Linked DNA regions of Mus musculus: regions 2 and 3 are each linked to region 1. The links are chromatin contacts, called in public Hi-C and HiChIP or PLAC-seq maps. All regions are on one chromosome and are shown on one strand. The core of a region is the stretch at or near the end of the contact, and the rest is flanking DNA. Distances in the headings are between cores, read along the strand shown.

The links. A called contact is a pair of places that touch in the nucleus more often than the background predicts. HiChIP or PLAC-seq counts read pairs in DNA pulled down with a chosen protein or histone mark.
Region 2: a contact with region 1 is called in an H3K4me3 HiChIP or PLAC-seq map of bone marrow-derived macrophages, with 6 times the contacts expected there. The contact joins two enhancer-like sites. A contact is called at or near these places in 11 of 115 datasets of contacts at active chromatin or transcription factors (CD8 T cells, astrocytes, bone marrow-derived macrophages and 6 more).
Region 3: a Hi-C map of the N1E-115 cell line shows a contact between it and region 1, with 10 times the contacts expected there. The contact joins two enhancer-like sites. A contact is called at or near these places in 3 of 484 Hi-C or Micro-C datasets (the HL-1 cell line, the N1E-115 cell line and group 2 innate lymphoid cells) and 2 of 9 other capture datasets (adipose tissue and liver).

The regions. Positions count from the first base shown.
Region 1 is chr12:98,673,516-98,676,081 of GRCm38.p6, reverse strand. No RefSeq gene overlaps it. Among named protein-coding and RNA genes, the nearest start is that of Spata7, 47 kb to the right of the region's middle. Within about 2 kb of position 1,286, at least 156 of the 459 cell types and tissues checked have an H3K27ac peak or open chromatin away from gene starts, as enhancers often do. A contact at or near this core is called in the N1E-115 cell line and bone marrow-derived macrophages, where this site is marked.
Region 2 is chr12:98,245,797-98,248,362 of GRCm38.p6, reverse strand. Galc (galactosylceramidase) reads left to right here. Exons shown (of 17, transcript NM_008079.4): 6 at 2,071-2,109. Among named protein-coding and RNA genes, the nearest start is that of Galc, 12 kb to the left of the region's middle. Within about 2 kb of position 1,297, at least 30 of the 459 cell types and tissues checked have an H3K27ac peak or open chromatin away from gene starts, as enhancers often do. A contact at or near this core is called in bone marrow-derived macrophages, where this site is marked.
Region 3 is chr12:98,973,162-98,975,727 of GRCm38.p6, reverse strand. Ttc8 (tetratricopeptide repeat domain 8) reads right to left here. Exons shown (of 14, transcript NM_029553.4): 10 at 947-1,086. Among named protein-coding and RNA genes, the nearest start is that of Gm40554, 50 kb to the left of the region's middle. Within about 2 kb of position 1,282, at least 27 of the 459 cell types and tissues checked have an H3K27ac peak or open chromatin away from gene starts, as enhancers often do. A contact at or near this core is called in the N1E-115 cell line, where this site is marked.

The DNA of each region.
Region 1 (2,566 bases), core at 37-2,536:
CAAGGGTGTTGATATAGCACTGTGTTCACATCATGGCGTGGCTGATTCATTTCACAGAGGCAGAGACTCTTCCCTTTTGCTTGCAGTGTAGAGATAGAAGTTGTTTAATATATGTATTATATATGTATATAATATATAAATTATATAAAGTATATCTTATATATGTAATATATATTATATACAATACTTATATAATATATACTATGTTATATATTCATACACTCTTATAAATATTTCTTAATTATATGTTTTGTAAATATATCATTTATATATTATTTAAATAATGTTTATACATAATATATAATATACATATATGTGTACACGCACACACACACACATATAAAATGTTAAGACAGTGTAGTCTGTGATGGACTGGAGCGTACTCTGTAGACCAGGCTGGGCTTGAATTCCTTGAGACCTGCCTGCCTCTGCCTTCTGAGTGCTGGGGTTATAAGTAAGGCTTCCACCACCATGCCCGATTTAAATTATGCCTTTAAAGGAGACTCCTGGGTATAAATTTAGTAAGAAGAGAGCACATGAGACAAGATAAAGTGATCTTTTATTTGAAATTCATTTTTAAAAACTAAACCCCAGGTGGGTCTTTTTGGAGTGACAGCCGAGAGAACTTTCTATATCTCTGCTCTAGTCGTAGTAAGTGAGATTATGTCCAGGAAAGGGGAGGGTAAAGGCCACTCTGCAAGCCTGGGTTGGATAGAGATTGCAGAGAACATTTGATGGATTCTTTGGTTGCATTAGTGGCATCACCTGGGGATTTCTGTCAAATCTCAAACATTCTAAAGGCTCATTGCATGTAAACCACACAGTCACATTTACTTCTGCACACCATGCAGTAAGTCATTGTGTTAATTCCTTTGGTTTGTCCCCCAAAGCCATGGTGAAGGGGTAGGTGGGGAGTGTGAGGCCAGCAGAGAGGGGAGGTGAAAGGTAGGAATTGTAACCACCAAATCTCTGTTGTGTCCTCTGAGATCATAGAGCGAGCGGCTGCTTACTGCTGCACCCTGGTGGTGAGACAGGAGAATAAACTCTCTGCTCTGCCAGGCAACGAGGACTGAGACTCACAGGTCAGGCCAGATCAGTCCGAGGTTCATAGGAAAATTCACAGAAGTGGTTATCTCAGCATTTTCTGCAGGAACCTGAATGGTGCATGGGTGGTAAGGTGCCAGATGTGGGGCTTAGAGACGAAGCAAGCGTGAATACTGCCTGAGAATGTGGCTGTGAGGCGAGGTGAAAGGGTGAGTTAGCAAAGCACTCTACATTTCCCAGCATGCTTATCTACCACCCTCTTCCTGGACTGGTAGCTGGATTGAGATGGGAAGTTTATAGAGCCAGCAGAGGGGCACTGCCAAGTGCAACAGCGCCACCTGGAGGCTGTCTTTAGATCATCGCATGTGTATAGGAATCAGGTTTTAAACCATTAAGATTGGTGATGTGTGCTCACAAAATTAAAGCACCTTGAATAATTTGAAGTTCATGAACAGTTTTCAATATATTGACGATTAAGCTGTGGATAATAATATATCAAGAATGCGTGCATAAACGTGTGTGTTTGTGTGTGTGCCCGCGTGCCCCTGCGTGTGTATTCCTTATTGAAGCAGGACCAGTTTTATTTCTGGACCTTTACCTACTAAGCTATTTTACTACCCTTGGTTTTTAAACTGTACATTATTTTAGTTGTGAGATATGAATAATACCCACTTGAGCATGCACTTGAATTTTAAATTTTCACTTTTTAGTAAGGTACACATATTAGTGCTATGAAAAGGTATCAGATCACGTGGAAGTGATGGACATCGAGTGACTGATCTTTTTACTGCATTAGTTACTTTTCTGTTACCATAACAACACACCACGACTAAGGCAGCTTTTAAGGAAAGCATTTCACTGGGCTTAGAGTTTCAGGAGGTTAGAGTTCATGACTGCCATGCAGGGAACGCAGCAGCAGCAGGCAGGTGGTGCTGCAGCAGTAGCTGAAAGCTCACATCTTGCTCCACACGTAGGAGGCAGGGGGAGCTAACCTCGAAAAGCCTGTCCCCAGTGAGACGCCTCCTCCAGCAAGGCCACACCTCCTCATCCTTCACAAACAGTTGCCTTACTCACAGTATTTTATCATAGTGACAGAAAAGTAACAAAAAGAGTTGATGATGGCAGAGGAAAGGCAGGATGGCAAGAATAGCTGAGAGCTCTTGATGTACGAGTGCGAATGACACTGAGCCTTTTGAAACCTCAAGCTCAACAGACTCCTCCCCGCCTCTGCAAAACAGCATCTCCAATAAGGCCACACCTCTCAATCCTTCCTAAAAAGTTCCGTGAACTGGGGACCAAGTAGTCAACATAAGCCTCTAGGGGCCATTCACATTCTCATTCAAACCACTACATTTACAGTATTTTTCATGTAGAGTTAAAAAATGTAAAAAGAATTTTGGTAAATCTTAGAAATATCTATCTATGCATCACTCAAATTGTATATATTGTATGTAATATAATTTAAATTTTTGTTTATATAAAATATACACATTAATATTATAGTATATATTACATATATACA
Region 2 (2,566 bases), core at 48-2,547, 430 kb after region 1:
GCCCAGGAGAGGTATTGCGGGATCCTCCGGTAGTACTATGTCCAATTTTCTGAGGAACTGCCAGACTGATTTCCAGAGTGGTTGTACAAGCTTGCAATCCCACCAACAATGGAGGAGTGTTCCTCTTTCTCCACATCCTCGCCAGCATCTGCTGTCACATGAATTTTTGATCTTAGCCATTCTGACTGGAGTGAAGTGGAATCTCAGGGTTGTTTTGATTTGCATTTCCCTGATGATTAAGGATGTTGAACATTTTTTCAGGTGCTTCTCAGCCATTCAGTATTGATTTGAAGTTTTTATGCACTCAAAATATAAATTATCAGCGAGCCTGTCCTGAGTATCTACTGTGTGGTAGGACAGTGGCTGTTGTGTTACAACAGCGATGTGAGCTCTTGTCAGTGAGAGATGGACACTGCTGCAGATCCCTAATCCTCTCAGAGGAACATTAAGACATGAGGATGAGCCATGGCCACAGGCAGGCAGTCAAGACTTACTGCTTTTCTCTCCTTTTTTTTCTTTTCTTTAATTAGGTATTTTCTTCATTTACATTTCCAATGCTATCCCAAAAGTCCCCCCCTCCTCCCCCCCACTCCCACTTCTTGGCCCTGGCATTCCCCTGTACTGAGGCATATAAAGTTTGCAAGACCAATGGGCCTCTCTTTCCAATGATGGCAGACTAGGCCATCTTTTGCTACATATGCAACTAGAGACATGAGCTCTGAGGGTACTGGTTAGTTCATATTGTTGTTCCATCTATAGGATTGCAGACCCCTTCAGCTCCATGGGTACTTTCTCTAGCTCCTCCATTGGGGGCCCTGTGATCTATCCAATAGCTGACTGTGAGCATCCACTTCTGTGTTTGCTAGGCCCCGGCATAGCCTCACAAGAGACAGCTATATCTGGGTCCTTTCAGCAAAATCTTGCTGGCATATGCAATAGTGTCTGCATTTGGTGGCTGATTATGGGATGGATCCCCGGGTATGGCAGTCTCTAGATGGTTCATCCTTTCGTCTCAGCTCCAAACTTTGTCTCTGTAGCTCCTTCCATGGGTGTTTTGCTTTCCTCTACTTTTCCACAATATAACTGACTGTTTTTATCTGGGAACTTTTTATTTTTAAATGTTGGTCCATTTAACTAATGTGATTAAATGCAGATGGATCTCTTAGATTTCTGATATGGTACATGTTCACAAACTATTTCCTGTGAATGATGATAATCTGTCTCATTTTAGTCTCTGGTTAGTCACATGCAGTGGGGAGGCGTTCTTTAGATAAGATCTTTATCACACCTAGACTTAGGCTCCTCTGTAGACTACAGGACTGGAGGCCCCGAGGTTCCCTTTCACCACAGAAACCACCCCCTCAGGATTCTGAATCGAAGAGAACAAAGTGTGCTTCCTTCTCACTTCCTCACCAAGAGCCTGCTCTTGTGTTCTTGCAGATCATTCCGTTCCTCTGCATAAACAAACTCCTTCTAACCATTCCCTGGTAAAGAACTTGCTTTTTACTGTGTCTATATATTAGAATTATTTAAGTGGTTCTCATACCTGTTTGTTCTCCAAATGTCCAGTGTAGGATTTGTACACATTATAATTCTAATATTTATTGCATGAATGCATATTAATCTCTGGAATAAATGCCTTTCTTTGAAAAAATAGTTTTTATATATATGAGTATTTGGCTGTGTATCTGTATGTGCACCACATATATGCCTGCTGTCCACGGAGGCCAGAAGAGGGCCCTGGATCGCCTGGAACTGAAGTTAGAGATGACGTTGGCCACTACAGTGTGCAGGGAATGACTGGCCCTCGAGAGAGCACCGAGTGCTCTTCATGTTGGATTGTCTCTCCAGCCCCATACATGACTTTTTGAAAAGTATTCCCTAAATACTTTTTAAAAACTTGAAAGTGTTAAAAGTTATTTTGCTTTACAAAAGTATAAATTCTATGACAGCAGTTTTTAAAGTTTGGAAACTAGCTCATCAGATAAATGAAATGTAGTGCTTTAATGATTCAGTTCATCTTACGTTTGAAAACTTTCATTTCAGACATTTTGAATTTTTGTTTTGCAGATTTGGAATGAAAGGCCGTTTGACGCCAACTATATAAAGGTCTGTGAAACAAATCTCTCTTTGCTTATGCTTTCATACAAAGAAATTTGGAGAACAGTTAGATTAGAAATCTTATTTTTTGACAGCATAGTTAATTTGCTAGAATTTGCTAGATGTGACATAAAATATGTCTATGCTCCTGATATTGAAGAATATGTATGTAATTCTTCATAGGTCCTGAATGGCCTATATCTGAAGAGTTGGGTTGAATGTTTTTTTCTTTTTTGGAGTAGGGTAGGGTTTGGCTAACAGTGGAATTCATGCTTACTAGTTCTATCTTCAGCATCAAAAGAAAAAAAAAAAAAAAGAAAGCATTAGGTAGGCATAGTTCTACACACCTTTAATTCTAGTCCCTGGGAGGCAGAGCTGGGATTCTGAGGTTTTGAGGCCAGCCTGGTCTCCAGAGTGCAGTCAGTGCTGTAGAGAGCGACCTGACCCCAACAAGCTAGCGTGTATA
Region 3 (2,566 bases), core at 33-2,532, 300 kb before region 1:
CCAGAGGCCTCAGTGCCCGCGGGGAATTCCCTGAGGTCTGACCCAGCCTGAGGGCTGGGCTCTGTTTACCACTAGGCCTGCAGTTGCACTAGGCTGTCTGTGCTGCATGGCAGAGATAGGCTGATCACCTCTGGTCTCTGCAGAGTTCTCTGTTCTCCACTAGCTTTCCCACCCCGCACGTGTTTGGGAAGGACTTGTCAGCTGTCGGTCTACTCCTTTGTATGACGAGGGCTGAAAGCACTGGGTAAAAAGTGAGCGTCACGGGCCAGAGGGATGGCTTAGTAGGTGAAGCTGTCTGTCCCCAAGCCTGATGACCCGCGTTGGATCTCTGGGACTCACACCTTTCAACCTTCCCAGGTATGGCATGGTGCATACCCCTCATCCGGGCATTCACACAAATAAATAGTAGATGTTTCAAAATGCATTTTAGAAGCCACATGCAGGATAAAATAAGCATGTGCTTAAACAGAGCCAACAACCACACCTTTCTTAGACTTGAAAAAAAGCTCAAATACCTCACAAGGCAGGTGACCCTGCTCTAAGTCCTCCTCAAAGCTCTGAACTCAGAGTAACTGCAAATCCCTCCCTGCCTCAGCCTCACTGTCTTTAGGTTTTGTGGTATTAAGAGTCAGTGATGGAGAAAGAGTTTCAGTAGCTATTTAGCGTCAGTTGTTTCTTGACGACTAGTAGGCACCCACCCTGAACTAAAATGTGAGCTTGACCATGCAGGTATGTTTCTCCAGGGCGCCAGCCCACATTCCCCTAGAGTACCGAATACCACTTGAATCCTTAGAAAGTAGCTGAAAGATGCATTCCTAGATTTATACACCTGTGGCCTATGGAGAATGCATAATTTGTCTGCATTTTCCTTCCACCACCCCCACCCCTCCGCGCGCACCTCTTGTTTCACCCCCAACGTTTCCTGTGCATGCAATGTAAGACCCACCTGTAAAACCGAAGGGCAACCTCTGGCTGGTCAGAATAAAAGTGGTTGCTTCCAATGCAGGCGATGGCTTCCACGTGAGTATTGTCTTGTTTTAGAACTTCTTTGTAGTACTCTGCTGCAGATGAACTGTTATTCATTTCCTGTTCCACATCCAGAGAGAAGAGCGACACTTTAGTCACACTGGACAAGGACCTGCTTGCTTTTTTTTTTGACCCATTTAAGTTCATTCATTCAACAAATATTTACTCCCAGCCTGCCATATGTCAGACTCTGTTCTAGACGGTAAGGGACAGAATACAAACGAAAGCATGAGGTCATCGTCCTCAAGGAGGTGACAGCTGGTGGAGAAGCTAACAAATGACTCAGTGAGGGACATAAGGTCAGGGAAGGATGCACAAGCAATGTAAAGAGCGGAGAGCAAGACAGGCAGGGCTGCTTGTTAGTGGTCACCTTGGGAGAGGCCCTGTCTGACAGAGATGCAAATGAAATGGGGTGTCGGAGCCTGCATCTGCGGGGACAGTCGCACTTGGCAGAGAGACCAAACCACATGAGCCTAAATGAAAACACTTACAAGAAACATTCCCAAGTGAGCCTGGGAAGGAGGCAGTGCCCGGGAATGCAGAGGCAGCCAGGACCCTTTCACCTGGGAAAAGGGACAGTGCCCAGAGGCACAGCGCAATCATACTACATCGTGTTTGAGAAATCACCTGGTGGCTGACTGAAGGGCATTCCAGATATGGAAGACAAGACGTAAGAAGAGCCAGGTCTAGAGAAGAAATGAAAGCAACCCAGACCAAGTTTAGAAATACATAATAGGTAAAAACCACAGCAGCCTCCGTAGTTACTGTATACATCTGTAAAAATGGTGGTGATCATAGATAAAGGTCCCTAATAGCTCTGACTTACCATAATTAGGTTTGCAGAAAGGAGCCAATGCAAATGACTCTTTAGATGACCTTTATTAGGGGAGAAGTCATGGTGACGAGGGACAGTTGAGGGAAAGCCACTACTGGGCGAGCATCGGGAGAGACTGCATCATCCAGAGGCAATGTCATGCGGTACTAAAGGGAAGCCTTCAGATTCCCGCAGGGAGCTCCATCAGGAGAAATGCCCAACACGCACAGCGCCACCGAGGGGCCTGGAGGAGAAGCAGCTCCAGTTTCCAAGGACTAACGTGGTTCCTGACTCCTGCAGGTTCTTGGAGCAGGATGTGGTGGGCGAACTCCATTGCTTGAGACCTAAGCTGGCCTGGCCTGCACTCCAGGTGACAAAAGGGAAGGCACTAGATAAAAGTGTATGATTTGTGGCTGTCCTGAGTCTAGGAACTGGGGGTGGGGAGCAGGGGGGAGGACCGGGCTTGCTCAATAGCAGCGAGTGGAAGGAAGGGGACTGAATTCTCTGTCAGTGCAGTACAGGTCACTTTGTCAGCTCTGCCCGAGAGCTGAGAAGGGTGTGGCCTGAGTTCCAGGGCGGGACAGCTAGTGAGCCTGTGATCTAACACTAATTTTATTAAAATCTGAGGTATAATCTCACCGTGTTGTCCAATCTGGGCTTGACCCAGGGCTTGAGCTAACCCCCCTCCCTCAGCTTCCTAAGTAGCTGGACTGCAGGCAAATCACA